Regions from separate parts of the Sus scrofa genome. Here region 1 is linked to region 2. A link is a contact called in public Hi-C data. All regions are on one chromosome and are shown on one strand. The core of a region is the stretch at or near the end of the contact, and the rest is flanking DNA. Distances in the headings are between cores, read along the strand shown.

Region 1 (3,323 bases), core at 309-2,808, 72 kb before region 2:
GCCTGAGCCTTAACCTCAGCTTGACTTCCCCCTAACATCTGCTTAGAGAGTTTTAAAGGGACTGCAGGGCTAGGCTGCAGCCTGGCCAAGAGCGTCAGAAAAACACTGTGCAAGTGCCAGTCTGTAAATGGGAGTATCAAAAGGCACCACTAGCAAACTGGAACTTTTAACTTCAAACAGTAAACCTCACTGTTCTACTCTATTTTCGTTTCCCTTTCCTTGTGTGTTTCCTAGTGAAAAAGGGTGCTTGCTGAGAGCTCAAAGGGCTAGGGCTCCACACTGCTCATCTCCAGGGATGGGCAGCACTGTCATTATGAGTTGTTGGGTTGTGAGCCTTTATAAACAAATTAAAACATCCCTGTTACCTTTTGGAAGGTTGGATGTTTTAAGTGAACGGGGAAAAAATAATGTAGTGGGCAATAGCTTTTAGGCAAAACTTACTGCAGCTTAGCAAAGAAAAACAGCCTCTCTTACTGCTCCCTTACCCAGTGGCAGCAGCCTTATAAACTTAAGCATGCTTTACAATTAAGCATTTTTCCATTGTACCCCCCTGGCATTAACTTTGCCTAGCAATTGTTTAATTAGACTTTATCTGACAGCTAGATCTAAATTCAGATCTTGGATCCAAATGTCATCCATGCGATTCTGGCTCATGCATAAATTGTAAAGTTCGAGAAAAGCATATAATTAGCCCATCACAGAAACAGATTTTGGACAAATACCTGGATCTGGTTGAACAAACACTTGATCCATTTCCTGGTGGAACAGTTACAGGTAGTTACGAGCCTCTTTCGTTTCCATTCTTCCCGACCAGGCTTGTGCTAAAGCTGTAGACAGTGGTAGCTGCAAGCAGCTGATGGCACACCCCAGATCCGAAGCTGTTGTTTCAGGCTTAGAAACTTCCCATTAAAAGCCCCGAGTTAAAGGAGCATCGTCTTTCTGTGTGAGGCATCCTTAGCGGCCAGTACAGCTGCTTCTCTGAGACGAGCCATGATTTCAGTTCTGCCTCAGCAACTCTTCAGAGGCTTCTGCTTCAGTGAGTAGAGGCAGTATCCTAGCAGTGTGTCTGAAATCATCTTCAAGAAAACATTAACATTCAAAAGGAGTGTGGGTGAACACATCCCAGGGCATTCCCACACCTTTTCAAAATCAAAGCCATAAATCTACCGGGGGTCTGCTTTTCTCTATTGAGTATTGACACTAGTCCTCTTTGGGGATGTCACTTAGCCCCTTGCAGCAACCAGCCTCCGTATTGATTACGCTTTATGACCTTCAGGCCAACTTAATTAATGGGAAGGCGTCTAGGGTAGGGCATCAATTTCACATTTGGGAGATGAAGCAAAGACTCCTTTTCCTAAAGAAAACAAAATTGACCTTTCAGAAAAGCAGCAATTACGGGAGGCAATGGGGAAGGAACAATTAAAAAAGAATAACATCCTATTTTCACCATCTGTTTGTAAAGTTACGAGGCTGTGGGTTGGCAGGTCCATGGTCTCCTTTGGCTGGCCTGCGTAACTGTGACTTTGGCAGGCACCCTGCCCCACACAGGCCATCCGAGACCCCTCGATGAATCAAGATGGATCTTTGTTGCCAGTTGTTCTCATTCTAAAGATTCTAGTTATGGGACATAAGACTTATTTTTCTTGGCTCAAGTGCCGAAATAAGTTTGGAAAATATTTTAGGATAATATTCATCTTAAAAAAAAATGCTTCTCTGGAAATAATTCAGCATCATCCTTAAGACGAAACATCCTTGTTTTTTGGCAACGCACCACTTTCTTTGTTAAAGTGGAAGCACTCTCAGTGACAACATCCACCCACCAAATGATGGGGTGCATGATATTTAAAGCCAACCCTGCCTGTGCCTGTCATCTCTGCTGTCTCTTCAGCGCTTGCGAGAAGTTGGCCAGTACCCAGTAGCTCTAGGGACTAGAACGGGGCTCGTTTTCGGAGAGGAAAACCCCCATCTGCTAGCGAGAGACAGCAATCCTGGATAAGCCTCAGGCCTGAGAAAAATCAAATGCTAAGTGTTAGAATCTCATGTCAGAGTCAAATGCTTGCCATTAGAACCTAACCTCACAAGAACACCAAGATTGCTTTCCCAGATGTCTTCCAGATTTTTAGCTGAATTTCTTTTACAATTAGTGTAACTTAATGTGTTCTCTCTCTCTCTCTCTCTCACACACACTCTCACACACACACACAGAGACAAAGAAAACAATGGGATGAATAAAACCCAGCAGAGCACTACCCTTCAGTGCTCACTGGTGTCCTTCACCCTTTTCAGCCGATGGTATTGGTGAATGGAGCACCCTGTCTCAGTACTGCCAGCAGAGTTGGGTTCAGGGAACATTCTGACCCCTCCCTCACTTACACACTTATTGTTCCTTGTGGTAAGAAAGGACTCTAGTTAGAAATGAGCATGGGTTACTGCGGGCGCTCCCCCAGCCTGGAGGCCCCTCGGATATTGTTTTAGCCTGTAGCCCTGCAGAGGTGGCAGGGAACACGAGGGGCTGTTCCCTAGCTACTCCACAGGCTGAGGCCATCCCAGGGAGATGAGGGCCTGGCCTATTTTTAAAACTCCCCAGAGCAGTAGATTCCAACCCCTGCCCCCACCCCCCACCCCCCCGCACGCCCGGAGACAACTTCTGTTTAAACTGACTCCTCCATTGCTTACTTTGTGTAAATGAGTTGGCATGTTTCTTTTATTCCATCCTTGCTGCAGTCATTAACCACTGTGTTAGAATGCGCTTCCCCCCAGGAATCCGAACTAGGTGAAGACAAGAACATTTGATGAAGATCTGCTGCTGCAAAGACCCTCCAGCCAAGTTTGGATATTGCTTTTATAAGATAATTATAATTGGAATGGCTCGTCTCCCTCACACTTACATTATGTCAATTATCCTGAATTCTGAAACAATGAATGAGGCTTTGTGTAGTTTATGTCTTTGACCATTTCATAGTAGGTCCTGTTTCTGTAGTCTTTAATCATCTTTACAGCTCTTCTCTGAATTCCTTCCTAAATTTCTGCTTTCTGGTCCAGCTTTAAACAAGGAGCATAGAAGGCTACACAGAGCTCTTTCATGTTTCAAACACGAAATGGTGATGAAATTGGATGATTTCATAGATCATATATGCTATATTCTCTGATCCAGTAGGACCCCAGGATTATTCCTGGGTGTTAATTCAGTCTTTCTTTTTACCACATAACACCATGAATTAGTATTGTTAGAAATCTATTTTAAGAACTTTTCCTACACTCTCATTTTGTCTCACATTTAATGTTCTTTAGGTTACAGTTCTTTCCTAAATGTCCTATACTGA
Region 2 (3,095 bases), core at 161-2,660:
GGGGGCTACATACAGAGCTGAAACTTGAGCGGATCTTCTGGGCAGGTGGAAGGTGATGGGAGTGGGGAGTTTTGAGCAGAAGATAAACACTGACAAGCAAAGACAGGAAAGAGGGAAAGTAAGAGTGTCAACAAGCAGGAGAGGAAACTGACATGGGACAGAGGGAGGTTAGAGTCTTCCAGACCAGAGACGGAGCCAAGAGGGAGGTGTCTTGGCCCCCAGGCTTCCACCTCTGAAGCACCTGCTGACAGCTGCTCAGAGCCACCGTTTCTTCCTCAGCTGCTCCAGATTCAGATGGAGAAACTAGAGGCCTGGGCTTTTCATTTGTCTCAACCTGATGGCAAGATCCTTCCTGGATGCTTGTTTTCGCTCTTTGAAATGTGTTTCTTTTATCACCTTCCGGTCCCAGGAACCGTCTGAATGGAGTGGAGAATAGGAGAGGGAGCAGAAGGCTCCACGGAGGGGAGGCCAACCCGTCAAAGGACAGAAGTCCCTTTGTCTCTCTGGGTTGTCAGGGAACAAAGGACAAATGTGCAGAATGGGGGCTGGAAAAGCTGCAGCGGATGCTTTTCTTTAAGGTCCCCTCTGAGCAGCACAGACTTTTCCCTGGGCTTGCAGGTTCATCCCATGGCCAAGCCAAAATTGTCATCCGTGCCCAGCCAGCCAGCCTGGAAACTGAGGCAGCCGTGCTCCGCCTTTCTAGCCCTGTGGCCAAAGCGGCTGAGTGACCTCCTATTAGAGGGGAGTCCTAGCGATCCAAAGGATACTGCCCATTTTTCTCTTTGCTTAAACTTACTGAAGTTCAAGTATCCAAAGAGTTCTGGGGCCCCTATACATGTTGTTGGGCTTTGGGGATGGTGACATTATACCTTTCACTTATGACATGAAGAGGAACCACGTACACAAGTGGAAAATTGACACTATGCTGTCTGGGCCACATCAACCTAGTTTTTATAGAAATCTTAATCCAATCAAAAACCACATGTCAGAAAAAACCGTAGCAGTCAGCAGTGTCTAGGCAAAAGTGCCACCTGTGCCTGAAAAACAGGAAGTAACGAAAGCAAAGAAAACCAGATCCAGAGAAATACAATTTGGAAACTTTTACGGTGAGATGTTGAGGTTTCTGTCACTGAATTCTCCCTCTGTCCATTTTCACCTGCCACCTCCTGGCCTCTGTGTCTTTCCAGATGGACAGTCTCCCACTGAGCATTTGGGAGCCATGCTTCCTGCCGAAGCACCCACTTTGACCAAGCCCAACTGCAGTCCCAGCTGCTAAAAGAGCCCTGTGTATATAAATTAAAGCAAATTAGCCACCGTGCCCTTTTCCTGGAAAGGAATCACATCTCCTTACGGGTATCTGTAAATCAAAACCGACTTGTCTGTGGCGTTCTCGTGGACTTGCCAAAACAAAACCCAGGCTGGCTTGGCTTGGACGAGGGCTGAGCACACAAAGAGATCTATTCACGCGTCTGGACTTCTAGAGAATCATACGGTCCAGTGAAGGTCAAGATGATCACAGCCTGATTTCAAAGGTTAGTTTTTAAAGGTACAGTTCACAACTGCTGCTAAACTTCTTTTCCCTTTAAAAACAAACACTCAGAGATAAGCAGCATAGAAAGACACCTCCAATCTGGCCAGTGGGGTGGCAGGGCAGGGGGTGTCATGTCTTTTTAAGCTATGCAATCGGTGTAGCAGAGTGAATTGGCTGTAAAGTCTAAGATTTAAAAAGCCTCCTATACTAGGGAATTGACAGGATGGGCTGTGGAAAACGGCCTGAAATGTCCACAAGTATCTCTATTTAAATGCAGAATTTCATCCATGTCTTATTATTTAGTCTTTTGTATTTAGTCTTTTGTATTTAGTCTTTTGAGGGAAACTATTCTTCCTCTCCAACTTTAGATTCCTTCCCTCTTTCCCCATTTCTTCTCCCTCCTACCTGCCTTTGTTTCTATCATTCCTTTTGATGAAATAAAGGAGGAAGATAGTAATGTTTATTGTGAACCTACTTTGATATCAAGCTTTCCTATGTACCATTCAGCAGCTCTAAGGAGGCTGTCCCTTGGCTTAAGCTGAAAAAGTCTATCATGATTCCTGTGAATTCACTTTCATAGAAATTTCTTTTTCTTTTTCTTTCCTTTTTTTTTTTTTTTTTTTTTTTTTTTGCTTTTTAGGGCCACAGGTGTGACCTATGGAAGTTCCCAGGCTAGGAGTTGAATCAGAGCTACAGCTGCCAGCCTACACTAGAGCCACAGCAATGCAAGATCTGAGCCGCGCCATAGCTCATGGCAATGATGGATCCTTAACCCACTGAGTAAAGCCAGGGATGGAACCCACGTCCTCATGGATACTAGTTGGGTTCGTTTCCACTGAGCCACGATGAGAGCACCGAGATTTCTTTTTTCAAGTAACAAAGACAGTTTATGAAGTGCACTGTTTTAAGATGTCAGAGTCCTCTGAGTAACTTCACATATCCAGTCATATCTAAGATGCTGCTCCCGAATGTGATTGGCACAGTATATATTTTCTCTTTTTGACACAAACATGCGCAAACATCCACACGTAACACACAAATACATATTCTTTCTTCTCTGTCTGTGATTTGCATGCAAAGTTTTCTTGGCTGTTATTTTCTCTTTCTCCCCCAGGAGGGCTTAGCCTCTGGGAGGAGGGTGTATCTTAAGCAGTCCTGAGAAAAGAAGCCTCTGTCCTTCCCAATGACCTTCTCTGAGCCTTCCCAGCCTGTCTTTCCTCTGTACCCCACCTTGCCTCGCCCACTGCCCACACCAGCTTCCCCTGCCTCAGCATCTACAAACGCCTGTGCTCCATCTTTATATGGGGCAGGAGCTGAGGAAAGAGGGAAGGGCTTCTGATTGCTCAGTATTTTTCCAGAGAAATATCTCTTACGCCTTCAGATTAAACAGTTATGGAATGAGACAGTTACTGGAATGGAAGCAGGTCGAATTCATATAAAGGATTATGTGGAATCCTGAGAAATGAGTAGTGTCCCTTATATGTACCCATTTTCACCTTGACATGCCTGCCCTCGCTTGGCCCATGGCCCTGCCACCTTGCCAGGCCGCCTTCCAGCAGATGGG

What was found. A called contact is a pair of places that touch in the nucleus more often than the background predicts.
Region 1: a Hi-C map of skeletal muscle shows a contact between it and region 2, with 4 times the contacts expected there. The contact joins the promoter of CTXN3 here to the enhancer-like site in region 2. A contact is called at or near these places in 5 of 47 Hi-C or Micro-C datasets (embryonic fibroblasts, heart right ventricle, psoas muscle and 1 more) and 1 of 2 datasets of contacts at active chromatin or transcription factors (skeletal muscle).

What each region holds. Positions count from the first base shown.
Region 1 is chr2:130,594,761-130,598,083 of Sscrofa11.1, reverse strand. It overlaps CTXN3 (cortexin-3), which reads right to left and starts at 1,558. Exons shown (of 2, transcript XM_005661613.3): 1 at 723-1,558.
Region 2 is chr2:130,523,181-130,526,275 of Sscrofa11.1, reverse strand. The region is part of intron 1 of LOC106509550 (a long non-coding RNA gene); the gene reads right to left. Among named protein-coding and RNA genes, the nearest start is that of CTXN3, 72 kb to the left of the region's middle. Within about 2 kb of position 1,410, at least 6 of the 83 cell types and tissues checked have an H3K27ac peak or open chromatin away from gene starts, as enhancers often do. A contact at or near this core is called in skeletal muscle, where this site is marked.